2 separate regions of the Sander lucioperca genome follow, and region 1 is linked to region 2. A link is a contact called in public Hi-C data. All regions are on one chromosome and are shown on one strand. Each heading gives the region's core, a stretch centred on a gene start, on an enhancer-like site or on the middle of the called end of the contact. The rest is flanking DNA. Distances are from core to core; before and after follow the strand shown. Region 1 holds the start of jade1 (protein Jade-1). Region 2 holds the start of si:dkey-177p2.6 (SERTA domain-containing protein 3).

Region 1 (3,789 bases), core at 736-3,235, 140 kb before region 2:
TGCCCATCTTCTGAAAGGTGGTTTTGAATTCAATCATTAAACTGCTAGGTAATCCATCATGTCTCTAAATATTTACAATAGCTCTACTAACATAACAATTCTTGGCTATAAGCGGGTCGATATCAGAGAAAAAACAGTAGCGTTGGTTTTATATAATAATTTCACTATTCCACCGTTTCCTTGTTGCTCTGACAGCACACCAACCCTGTAGCTAAAGATGTGTACAACATTACATACCACAGTCACTGTTCAGCGATGACAACAAGAAGTAACCACATGCAACACAGACAGGAAACAACGCCTTTTACGGTGCTACGAATTCAGCCTGCATGATGAAAAACATCAGCGGGGGCTCTAAAACTCCCGACAGGTGGAAATATCTCAGGGACTGCTGATAGCACGCACAAGGGGGGAAGGTGATAACCCCAATTTAGCTGGCTAGGCTAACAGCAGGCTAGCCACGCCCCTTCTTCCAGCAAACATGCAACAGAAAGTAACGTTAGCGGCTAACTTTAGCTAGCATGCTAAACCAGCTGGTGGTTACCCCGGCAACATGGTAACACGCGCAAGGCAATGTTGTGTTTTTACGATATGAACTTAATTGCTTTAAATCAGACCACATAGCGTTGCATTATTTAAACCACACTGCACATGCTAGGTGGCTAACGTTAGCCAGCGCTAATCTCCCCACAACCGTTATTATGCAACATGCGGGCCCACCCACACATTCCACATCGAGTGGAAATGTTGTTTATGATAACAGTTTTTTTCAAAATGCTCCGCTACGCCCGTTTGCTTAAAATAATAACTTTTGCAAAAAATGGAGACAGAGACTGGTTCATATTAGAAGGGTTTACGCTTAAATACGTGTTTTCTACTCTGCACATTAGCTACATTTAGCTGACGTTGGTGATTATGCTGCAATCATGTGCTCCTCGGATTTTCCCGTTACCCCGTTGGGAAGTCGTTTCCGAAAACCACAGAAATATATATTAGGGTTAATGCTAATTAACAACTTTTTTAACTAATCTATGTCACTCTACGTGGAGAGCAACTTACTGTTACAACCTAATATCATATTCCAAATTAACGTTAACCTCCATGTGAGCTAAAATGTATATGCACTATGTGAATTAAATAAAAAGTCTTACCATTAACCTCACATTTACTTTTGTCCGCCTTGTTACTGCGTAATGTGACGCCAACTCGGTAAGTCCTATGATGCAAAACTTTCGCCGACTTTTCGAGTTGTTGTTCCGAGTTGAGAGGGCATTTACGTGAATTTTCGCAGTCTGAAATACATTTGTCCGATTCTATCAACACCACTTGAATGCAGCATTAGCAACAGTGGCTAGCTTGTTAGCTGGGGGCTACACGTATGTAATGTAGTTGGCATTTAGCATTAGCCAGCGCTGCTTACATGCTGCGCCCGTATTATCAAACAGTCCCCAGCCACCTATCTGTCAAAGGTTAAGGGTCAATAATTGATTCAAACTACCTGAAATCAACGCGAACACATCCATGAACGCTGAAAACTAACTAATACGGCAGTGTTGTTGTGCTATCTGTGTTGCTAACCAGCAGCAGGGTGCACAGTGTTGCAGATTTACCAGCGATCCACTGGCTGAGGTTAACCTTTGGCGCCATTTTAAATGACGATGTCGCGTTTTCCTAGTGGACTGCTAGTGCGACCATACTAGAAATATTAACTCGTTCAAATAGCCCGTTAAGAACATTCTGTTAGATATGCACACGAATTAAACCAGTGTATATTTGAAAATAAATTGGACGGTACATACAGAGCACGTCAGGCCGATGAAAGCCGGTGTTTTGAGTTTGATGTGAAGCGCACAGCCGTGAGTTCCGCTTGACCCGCATTCCACATACACAAACACAGAGCGGCGGCCGGGGAGGAGGTTACCCAGCCGGACTGTAGCTGCGCCTGTGCGCCGCTGGAGGGCAGCAGAAGCCCCTAAACCGGCCCCAGTACCAATAATCCTGCAGCTCCTAATGCAGGAAAACATGTTTCATTATTATGTTTCCAATGTCAGTATTCCCATATTCAGCTTAATAGATGTCATATTTTATATGGAAAATTTTAACAACCACATATCTTCTTTAATGGATACAGTCATTATTATGGGAAAGAAACATCCATATTTGTAAGTGGAAAACAGAAAGCCTAATTCCATGGGGGTTATTAATGAAATAAAATACTTTGTCAAATCATTGAAATTCGTCAAAAAGCCATAAAACTACTGCAAAACGTCACCTCCTTTGTTATAACTTATAATTAATTGTAATTTGTATCACCCTGGTATGTGGCTTATTAAATATCGTTTTATATGTGTATACATTTTTCATAGTATGCATCATCAAATGTCCCCTGTAATTTAGTTCATTTTTATAAAGTTTAATTACTGTCACGTTTTTATATTAGATATGTTATGTGATGAGTACATTGTCCCATTCTTGTTTTGTAATATTAATGTTCTTGATTAAAATAAAATAAAAAATGTTTCCGTGTCACGTTGCCAGGTTAAGTGTCAACAAACGGATAATGTGAACATTGTTATTATAAGTGTGCATGAAGCAGCTGTCCCATTGACTCCTTTTATGGAAAGTACCATGCTGTAAATGGAAAGTACACCGTTTTATCTATTAAAGAAACAGAACACCAAAAACTAGAATTTAAAAGAAGGAAATAGCCTGTATTTATTTGTTAGTGTTGCTCCCCCACTAAAATCTGCACCCCGGTTTGTTTGTTTCAAGAAACTTTATTTATATTTAATTAGTTTTTCAATTAAATGTCATTTAATCCTCACACGTTACATGTTACATGTTACTTAAAGAAACTTATTTGTTTCCCCCTACCTTTACATGAATTGCTATTTTTTATGTCATTCATATGATTTTAACCTGTGCAAATAAACAAACATACAAAAATTATTGGCTGCAAGTTAAAGTCCCGTAGTGTGATAGTTATTCCATTATTGATTTGACTGCTTTACTACATGATTAAAAGCTACAATAAAGTTTTTTTTTTTTTTTTATCATTCAAAGGAAATTCCAGAAATGTTATATTAACCCTTTAACATCCCATTTTCAAGACAATTGAACCTTATCAAATATTCTATTGACAGGGTTGCAGACATACAGTACATTACATACATACAGCGATACTCATAAGCAAATCATCCCCTAAAAATCCCCTAAACATATGCTATAATGGAAATATATTTTGAAAAACTAATGTCTTACTGTATGCACACTTCCGGGTGTATTTACTTTTTCATTGTTAGCATTGAAATACATTAAAAAAAAAAGATGGAATATGTCATTGTTTGTGAGTTGTCCTTTAACAAACCAATGTTTAATTTTGGAGTAATTTCAGCAGCTACATGACATTAAAAAAAAAAAACTGCAACAATAGAAAGACAGCTGCATTGTCAAAATCCATCACCTGGTGGCTTTTTACACAACAATAACAAGATGTAGTGTATGTCTCGGATTTAATCTGCAGGATGCATGCTGCCCACACATGGAATGATCAGAGGACAGGAAACAAGCCTACAGAACCGTGTGCTGATTCAAAATGATTCTATCAAACAGTATGACATTTTGCATTGGCTCCTCATCTATGACACACAGGCAGATCACAAAAAAGGAAAATGTTTCCTGCACCTCTTACACTGTTTTGTAGTATGTATTCAATATGTGACATTTTCAGTACTTGTTTAGAGCTGAGATGATGTAAATTACTTTCTGTTGTAAACACGAGATGTTGAA
Region 2 (3,968 bases), core at 1,348-3,847:
AAATTGTACAAAACTGTTCAGTACTTGCACCAATGCAACACCAAAGTGTCTGTACCATACCAAGACACTAAACAGGCCAAACATGCCTGCAGCAGTAAACTACATCAGTATTTTGTTGTCTTTACACACAAATATTTGTTCTCAGAGTGCATTTTTTCACTGCTGGACAGATCAGGTAAATCCTGAAGGTGTTACGGGCCTTGCTCAAGGCCACTGCTACAGTAACTGTTGAGTGTGTTGTTGTTTTTTAAGATTATTTTGGGCATTTAGGCCTTTATTTTTTATAGGACAGCTGGAGACATGAAAGGGGAGAGAGAGGGGAATGACATGCAGCAAAGGGCTGCAGGTCGAACCCATGGCCGCTGCGTCAAGGAGTAAACCTCTATATATGGGCGCGCTCGCTACCAGGTGAGCTACCCAGGCGCCCATGTGTTGAGTGTGTTTTTGTGGGTAGATTTATTTTGTAAAAACGTGAACATTAAAAAGTGAATTAGATGTGACTCGGCTGCCACTTGGCTGCAGCAGGACCTTTATCCTCACGTGCGTTCACATGACTTTGGACCGTGAAATTCTGCATTAGATATGCAGAGAGTTGGATTCAACAAAACAGGACTTCTGTCTGTTTGCAGCTCAGGACATGCATACAAGGAACCTGTTCATAGCGGCAATTTTCTATTAATAATGAATGCTACTTTTAGTCTACTGAAGAGAGACTTTTCCTATTCTTAAACATGCACAAAGTCTTGTCTGAAACTGTCAAAAGGTATTTGTTCATAAAATTCTAGCTTACTCTGCATGTTGGCCTGCCGCCTAGTCTTCGTTTGCCCATAGTTAAAGATTAATGGCCTCTCGGTGACTCAGCAAAAAGGCAGCCCGAGAAAAAAAAAGGAGTCCTTAGAGAAAGAGACTATTGTGTCTTAAAAAGCAGCAACAGAGAAAACAGTAAATACAATGCAGGAAATCCATGCAGTGTTTCAGTGATGCACTTGAAAGTCCGGAAGTAGTTACTAAGTGTGTGCTATCAGACGACTGCGCCTCCTTTAAAAACATGAATGGGTTCATATTAAGTTAAAAAGTGCTAACAGGTCACAGGTCTCATGCTGCTTTCAGGTGCGTCTCATAAATCAAGACAACCATTTCTCACAAAGAAAAAATTTTGGCTGGACATAACAAAATGGCCCCCGTTTAACCGACAATTAAACTAATTCAAATTAACTACCATAAAAACGACTTACAACCAAAAAATGTAAACCAACAAACCTGTTATTAACTTCATCCTGCATGCATAAGACTTTTAATTTACTTAAAAGGCTCGTTATTTTTCTGTATTTTTCAAACATCTTTTGGCACAAATCAGCAGCATTTTAAGGTGGATTTTAATGTGCATGCAATTGCCCTGTCCACCCCAAAATGTAGGTCAGCAAACAATGAATGTTATAGTTTCAAAATATTGAATATTAACTTTCTGTTCTGAAGAAGAAGAAGTAGTAGAAGTGTAGCCGTGAGAGCTTCAGGAGGAAGAGATTGAAAAACGTGAATGAAGAGTTTCCTTTTTTGGTGTTTGCCCTCCCCCGTCTTTCCGGTCACGTCCTTCCCCCTCTCTTCTGAGTCATCTGTCTCTTTAAAATGTTGCATTCAGGTGCTCACTGCAACTCTGTGCATTCTAGATATTTCTAACTGATAAATTGATAGATGTTTGTTTATATTTTGATACATACTTTTGAAATACATTATCATTTATTTATATATATATATATATATATATATATATATATATATATATATATGTATATATATATGTGTGTGTGTGTCATGTGAGTTTTACAGAATATATAAAACTCACATGACACACACACACACACACACACACACACACACACACACACACACACACACACACACACACACACACACAGGTGTACTTTACCAGACTATTTGATGTTACTTTATACGTTTACTCCACTAGGCCTATATTTCAGACGGAACTATTGTACTTTTTACTCCTCTTCATTTAACAGCTGTAGTTACTATTTACTTTATAGATACAAAATATTACATAGTACACGTGATTAGTTTGTGAAAAATGACGTATTCTTCTACATTTAGGTACAAAGTAAAGTAGTTAAAATCAGCTCCACCTTGCCCAGCTACTACATGAAAATGTTTCTTACATGTTATCGCATTAGTAACAACACTGACAAGGGCCATTTTACGGCGTAATGCGTACTTGTACATATGGCACTTGCAGATTATACTGGTCTTTTAGTAACGGAGTGTTTTTACACTGTGGTACTTTTACTTAAGTTAACAACGTAAATACAGCTTCCACCACTGTCAACCATAGTGGTTCTTGTGGTGATGCCGGTTACACTATTAATTTGTCCAGTTCAGTTTTAGTGTCTATATTTATGTGTATGTAACACTATGATCAGTATTTTTATTCATACTTCTTCACATATTGGTCAAAACAGACCCTCTTTCTTAATTAAATCTACATTTCTCCGGTCACATTGACCAAATTCGTCGCTCACGTGTGCTCCGATATATTTCAGCCGCACCTGAACGCAGCGGCAGCTCGCAGTTGGAACAAACGGACGCACATTCGATGCCCCGTGAGTGGCGGAGGTGGATGCTTGATCAGCTGGGGAGCTGACCAATCACAGCCGCCCGGGAGCTCCGGCGCTCCCCCCTTCTCTCTCTCTACTCCGCGGCTCGGCCTCCTCCCCCCGCTGCTGTGTGTGGACGGACTGAACATTCCTCATCTTCCTGGGCACGATAGCAGAGGAACGCGGCGACGAAACGAGCCGAAAACACGACGGATTCACACACCTCATGAGACTTCCCATGAGCTCCTAAGGTAGTTTATTAACCTCGTTTTTTTATTATTCACTTAAAATATCCTCAAGTTTTGTCTTTAAACGAAGATAGTGTTTCCCCAACTGAAGTCCGTTAAGGGGGTAGGGGGTGCACTTGGGGGTCCGGGGCAAAATTAAGGACGATTGAGTGAAATTATTCTCTTATTTTACTACTATAAAGAGTGGCAATTGTATTTTCATATATATATATATTTACTTTATTCAGTTGTTCATCCCTCTATTAAATAAGACCAAGCAGCTTTTAATCTCTTCCGATGAGGGGGGTTAAAATCTCATCAAAAGGGGCTAGATGTGAGTCAAATTGTTATTTGGAAAACAATTGAGAGACAGTGATCTACAACTAACTAACTAACTAACTAATCCATGTCTGTATGGATGAGTAAAGTCTATCAGCCTGCATGGGTGTCTCACAGTGAGTCATAAGAGTTATAATGTTCACTTTACAAATGTCTTAAATGAAAAAACTCGTCCACCCCGTACACCGTGTACCGTTTGAGCTGCATTTGCCTGTAAGGCTGTTTCTGATGTTCATGATGGAGCTGATCAATTGAAAGTGAATGGGAAACTAGCCATGTTTGCTAGGCTGGGTGCTGTTACATAAGCTGGATACAAGGTCCATTACATAGCAAAGCAGCCTGATGTGATTCTGAATGTGTCTTAGTGTTCCCAAAAAGAATCACCTGGTTTAAGCTACTGTTTGTAAAGTTGGTTTCCTAATTGCTGTCAGTTGAGCAGACAGAAAGTCTCTATCAATAGCTTTACATATCACAGGGGCTTGTGTCTCTCATCAATGTACAGAAAATGAATTGGCAACCATTCTTTTCTTAGGTTTTCTCCTTTGATTTGTTTATTTATACCATTTTTAGCTCAAGGCAGGTTGCCCAAGAGTCCATGTTAAAATGATTACAAAAACATCTTCCGAAATACTATATATATATATATATATATATATATATATATATATATATGCGCGCTATATAGCATTCATACGCGCACACATACACTTAATATGTACACATGAATACAAATACATGCACACATACAGTCATAGGACATATCAATGCACAGTAAAAATATCGATACATCTCTAAG

What was found. Hi-C and Micro-C count contacts between places; a contact is called where the count stands out from the background.
Region 1: a contact with region 2 is called in a Hi-C map of liver, with 4 times the contacts expected there. The contact joins the promoter of jade1 here to the promoter of si:dkey-177p2.6 in region 2. A contact is called at or near these places in 2 of 2 Hi-C or Micro-C datasets (liver and muscle).

The regions. Positions count from the first base shown.
Region 1 is chr18:4,135,302-4,139,090 of SLUC_FBN_1.2, reverse strand. jade1 (protein Jade-1) reads right to left here and starts at 1,985. Exons shown (of 11, transcript XM_031280440.2): 1 at 1,800-1,985.
Region 2 is chr18:3,995,335-3,999,302 of SLUC_FBN_1.2, reverse strand. It overlaps si:dkey-177p2.6 (SERTA domain-containing protein 3), which reads left to right and starts at 2,597. Exons shown (of 2, transcript XM_031280456.2): 1 at 2,597-2,857.